Linked DNA regions of Gossypium arboreum: region 1 is linked to region 2. The links are chromatin contacts, called in public Hi-C maps. All regions are on one chromosome and are shown on one strand. Each heading gives the region's core, a stretch centred on a gene start, on an enhancer-like site or on the middle of the called end of the contact. The rest is flanking DNA. Distances are from core to core; before and after follow the strand shown. Region 1 holds the start of LOC108479666 (putative pentatricopeptide repeat-containing protein At1g74400). Region 2 holds the start of LOC108479504 (chlorophyll a-b binding protein P4, chloroplastic).

Region 1 (2,700 bases), core at 96-2,595, 260 kb after region 2:
TTTAAAGGATGATCATCATCCCCAGAGATGAACTCACTGATTTCACTAGCTACCTCAATTGAACTACACCCAGGAGCCCTTCTCAGCTGCTTTATCTGATCCCTAACTTCCACTTTCTTATCCCACATCCCTTTGGCAGCATAGATATTCGACATTGCAACACTGTCCCCAACATATCCAGGCTCCAACTCCTGCAACTGGAGCTTAACTTTTTCACCAAGCTCAATTTCTCCATTGATATTACAAGCTCCTAACAATGTCCTCCATATCACTGCATTAGCTTGACCAGGCATCTCAATGATGAAATTATAAACTTCTTTTAGCAGCCCAGCTCGGCAAAAAAGATCAACCATGCAACCAAAATGAACCTCTCTAGGCTTCAAACCGTAATAATGAACCATACGTTGGTAATATTTCTTTCCTTCTTCAATCATTCCTCCATGGCTACAAGCCATCAAAACCCCAATAAAAGTAACGTCGTTGGGAAGAATCGTTGAACTTCCACGATTACCCTCTTCCTTATTCTTGCTATTCTTCCATTTTATTTCTTCCATTTCACCAAAAAGCTCAAGAGCTTCATTTGCTTGTCCATGCAATGCATGTCCCACGATCATGGAAGTCCAGGTTGTCACGTCCTTTTCTCCTAAGCTATCAAACAATTTCCTTGCCGTTTGTATATCACCACATTTCGCATACATGTTAATGAGAGCGTTATTAAGGCCCGCGTCTGCCATGAGCTCTGGTTTTCGCCGAACGAATGCGTGAATCCACTCTCCCATCTCTAGTGCACCAAGGTGAGCACAGGCAGAGAGAGCAACCGTCAGTGTCACTTGGTCAGGTTCCACATCAAGCATTTGCATCTTCCGAAACAACTCTACAGCTTTTTGGGGCTTCTGGTTGACAACATAAGCCGAAATCAAGGCTGTCCAGGAAATTGTATTCTTGCTGAGAATTTCATCAAACACGCGATGCGCATAAAGAAGATTCCCTAATGCGGAGTAAAAGTTTAAAAGTGAGGTTTGGAGGTGAATGACAGAGTGAAACCCAAATTTTATTAGGTTGGCATGTAATTGTTGGCCTTCAAGAGAGAAAGGGGTTTTGGTGCAAGCTTGTATGACAAATAAGAAAGAGAAGCTGTCAATAGACGAAGGATTGTATCGTAATAATTGTCTAAAGAAGAGGATGGCTTTGGCGTTGCAATTGGAGGTGAGGTATGTTTTAAGGGTTCGGTTTGCTTTGGGTGGTTTAAGGTTTGAGTGAAGATGGGATTTGGATTGATGGGCACTTGCAGAAAACTTGTACAGTTTCGTTCGGATTAAATAAACCCTCTTAAAGATTTTCATCATCAAAGTGAAATACAACTGAACCCGTGTTCAGTTGGTAACTTTCATAAAGAATCTAAGGAGCACTGGAGTTCATTTTGGCCCCCTTGCGTTTTGATGGCTAATATTTATTTGTAATATCCATACCAGCGCCACTTACATTTGTGTCTCGTTTAACTTTTGTCTTTCAAATGTTAGTTAAAGAAGCCATTCTCGCCAATCCACCCAACTCCAGAGCTCTACAGCAACACCTCATTTCCCTTCTTCAAAACCCTAAGATCACAAAACAAAAACTTACCCAAGTCCACACCCAGATCATCATCAACGGTTTTTCCCAGAAAAATTACATCCTAGTTCACCTTCTTTCATTCTATGCTACTTCTAGTAATCTCCTACAGGCGTTTAAACTATTTCGATCTATCGAAAAACCAAGTACTACAGTCTGGAACCAGGTCATCAGAGGGTGTTCAAGAACTGAAATCCCTGAAAGATCACTTGAATTGTACAAGCAGATGGTTGCATTGGGGGCAATTCCTGATGGGTTTACTTATTCGTATGTTTTGAGTGCTTGCACGAGGTCGGGGATGTTGAGAGAAGGGGAACAGATTCATGGGAGAGTTTTGGTTGATGGGTATTTCTCCAATGTGTTTGTGAGAACAAATTTGATTAATTTATATGGAATGGTTGGGGTCGGCGATGGCATCGTACATGCGCGTAAACTGTTTGATGAAATGGCGGAGAGAAATGCTGTGAGTTGGAATTCGTTGTTAGCTGGGTATATTAGGTGTGGGGACGTTGATACGGCGAGGAGAGTTTTTGATGAGATACCGGATAAGAATGTGGTGTCGTGGACAACAATGATTACCGGGTTTGCTAGGAATGGGAAGTGTAAGCAAGCTTTGTCTTTTTTTAAACAGATGAGGAGAGCACGTGTGGAACTGGATCAGGTAGCGTTGGTGGCGGCATTATCAGCTTGTGCTGAATTGGGTGATTTGGAAATGGGGAAATGGATTCACTCCTACATAAAAAAGACGTCTCAATTTCGAAACCAACAACTGTTGGTGTCTTTGAACAATGCACTTATTCACATGTATGCTAGTTGTGCTTTGATTGAGGAAGCTTACGAAGTACTTCGATGCATGCCAGAAAGAAGTACGGTTTCTTGGACAAGCATGATCACGGGATTAGCAAAACACGGTTTTGCGCAAGAAGCTATTACTGTGTTTGAATGTATGCTAAGCTTAGGGGAGAGAGAAGTCAAGCCTGATGAAATAACCTACATTGGAGTTCTCTTTGCTTGTAGTCATGCCGGATTTGTCAAGGAGGGTCAGCATTATTTTACTCAAATGACTACACATTGGAGAATTAAGCCCAGGAT
Region 2 (2,700 bases), core at 56-2,555:
TGAGTTTCAGCCTGGGATAGATGTTACTGCTACAATTGGGTTCCTTACTAGTCTTGAAGACATTTATAAGCTTTGGGTATTTGTTTCAAGGTTCTTGGATGCTGATTTTTTAGAGAAAGAGAAATGAAGATATAAAGCTATTAATCAAAAAACAATTGAAATTTAGTCCAAGAACTTGTTAATTCTTTCCTTCTTTGTATATTATTGTCTGGTATGAACTTTATTTGTATATTATTGTCTGGTATGAACTTTAGTCCAAAAATTATGATCAGGTATCAAAATTTGTAATATTAATTGTGGTTTATCTGAAAAAGTGTAAATAGACTTTGGTTGTTTTTAATTTATGACGGTTAATATTTTAGCTTAATAATTGAGTATTATTATATATTAAATTTGATTTATTTATTTATAAATAAATGATTGTAATATATGTAAAACAATTTTCCGGAAAATATTTTTAGGAAATTTACCAAACAACAGAAAATATTTTACATAGATTCATCCAAACGCCAGAAAAGTAAATCATTTCTAGAAAAGTAAATCATTTTTCAGAAATCATTTTTCGAAAAATATTTTACTGCCAAACAAATGGAGCCTTAGTCAGTTGAATAGTACATTATGGTTTATAATGTTATATTTTGGAATAACATTAAGTCAATTTGGATTCTTAACATTTTGAGCATCTTATAATCTCACATTCCTAAATAGTGTCAAGATGTCGACTTATTCCCTTTATTTTATCATATTAATTAATTTAATCATTTTTTTCAAATAAAATTTAAGTCTAAATAAAAATAAAAATGGTGAAATAGTAGATGTCATATTTTAAAATTAAAATTATTATATTTCTTTAATGAATTATTATAATTATAATTCATAAATTTATTTTAACATTATATAATTTCTCATAAAATAAAAATAAAAATATAAAGGGAAAGATAATGTAACATAGTAGCCAGTAATATTAAATTCACATAATCTTATTATATTGAAAGATTAAATTCATTGTAATTGAAGGCTATTCGTCATGTAGAAGCTTACAATACATAAGATAAAAAGAAGAATTACATTTAAAAACAGAATGGATTATAGATGAGACCAAAATCCCATGGATAACATCTTTTGCGTCCCATAAACACATGTCAAGCAATGATTGGATGTAAAAGACGAGCGTGGCAGATATGTAAGTAATGTATAATTGGTCCCAGATTATCATTTCTCAGCCAATAACAACAAAGAAAGGGATTATAGATAAAGGGATAAATCTTAGTTTATCTCAACCGTTGGATTCAACGAAATCAAACAATCAAATCCAACCTTTACTGACAACCACACATGAATGGCAATATCATAGTACAAAGCTAAGGCTTAAGCCATGCACTAAAACATTTACTTTCCCTTACCCATCCTTTCTTTCTCCCGGAAATCATGTCTGCCGTCACTACACAAGCCTCAGCTGCCGTTTTCCGCCCATGCACATCGAAAACTAGGTTTCTTACCGGGAATTCCGGTAAGTTAAACCGGCAAGTTTGCTTCAAACCAATGTCATCTTCATCAATCAGCTCATTCAAAGTTGAAGCCAAGAAAGGGGAGTGGTTGCCTGGTTTACCTTCACCGGCTTACCTCACTGGAAGGTACATTCTTTTAGTTATACTATTTGATACAAAATAAAGTGAAGATACTAATTCAGTATCTCAGACAATGGCATTTGCACCAAAATATAGATTATTTTTTTAACATATGAAAACTCTTGTTTTGAAGCAATATCTAATGTCTCAATTAGCTATTTGGTGGGTCACACTGATTATTTTATTCATTGGTATTTAAAGGAAATATACATAATCAGCTATCAGCAGTAGATTAAACCAAAGGAGGTGGTGGTTAGAGTTGAATTAGGAATTAAACTTTGACCAGTAGTGTATAAGCGAAAATAGAATCAATTATTGTGAATCAATCTGACAACCAATGATTTAGCTAGTTCGGTTTGATTCTTAACATTGGTTATAACATTATGGAAATGCAGTCTTCCAGGTGACAATGGATTCGACCCTCTTGGATTGGCGGAGGATCCGGAGAACTTGAGATGGTTCGTGCAAGCAGAGCTGGTGAATGGCCGCTGGGCAATGTTGGGTGTTGCAGGGATGCTTTTGCCTGAAGTATTCACCAAGATTGGGCTGATCAATGCTCCCCAATGGTACGATGCTGGAAAATCCGAATACTTCGCATCCTCCTCCACCCTATTTGTGATCGAGTTCATATTGTTCCACTACGTCGAGATCAGACGGTGGCAAGACATCAAGAACCCAGGATGTGTGAACCAAGATCCCATCTTCAAGCAATACAGCCTGCCCCCACACGAGTGCGGATACCCTGGTGGCATTTTCAACCCCCTCAACTTTGCTCCTACACTTGAGGCCAAGGAAAAGGAGCTTGCCAATGGGAGATTGGCAATGTTGGCCTTCTTGGGATTCATAATTCAACACAATGTGACTGGGAAAGGACCATTTGACAACCTGTTGCAGCACCTCTCTGATCCATGGCACAACACCATCATCAACACAATCAGGGGTTATTAAATTCAATTTCCCAGTTTTTGAGTTTCCTTTTTTGTTTTTTCATTCAAGATTTCAATCGTCTTCTCATTGCAAACAAAGTAGCTCCAATTTACAAGTAAAATTTCAGATAGCATCTAATCTTATT

Evidence for each region. A called contact is a pair of places that touch in the nucleus more often than the background predicts.
Region 1: a contact with region 2 is called in a Hi-C map of leaf, with 2.6 times the contacts expected there. The contact joins the promoter of LOC108479666 here to the promoter of LOC108479504 in region 2. A contact is called at or near these places in 3 of 5 Hi-C or Micro-C datasets (all in leaf).

Annotation. Positions count from the first base shown.
Region 1 is chr12:108,856,964-108,859,663 of ASM2569848v2, forward strand. LOC108479666 (putative pentatricopeptide repeat-containing protein At1g74400) reads right to left here and starts at 1,346. Exons shown (of 1, transcript XM_017782386.2): 1 at 1-1,346. The coding sequence starts at 1,346. LOC108479665 (pentatricopeptide repeat-containing protein At5g66520-like) reads left to right here and starts at 1,514. Exons shown (of 1, transcript XM_017782385.2): 1 at 1,514-2,700. The coding sequence starts at 1,514.
Region 2 is chr12:108,594,797-108,597,496 of ASM2569848v2, forward strand. It overlaps LOC108479504 (chlorophyll a-b binding protein P4, chloroplastic), which reads left to right and starts at 1,306. Exons shown (of 2, transcript XM_017782154.2): 1 at 1,306-1,634; 2 at 2,024-2,700. The coding sequence starts at 1,429. The coding sequence ends at 2,576. LOC128285191 (a long non-coding RNA gene) reads left to right here. Exons shown (of 3, transcript XR_008275631.1): 3 at 1-370. It overlaps LOC108479502 (agamous-like MADS-box protein AGL65), which reads right to left. Exons shown (of 12, transcript XM_017782150.2): 12 at 2,664-2,700.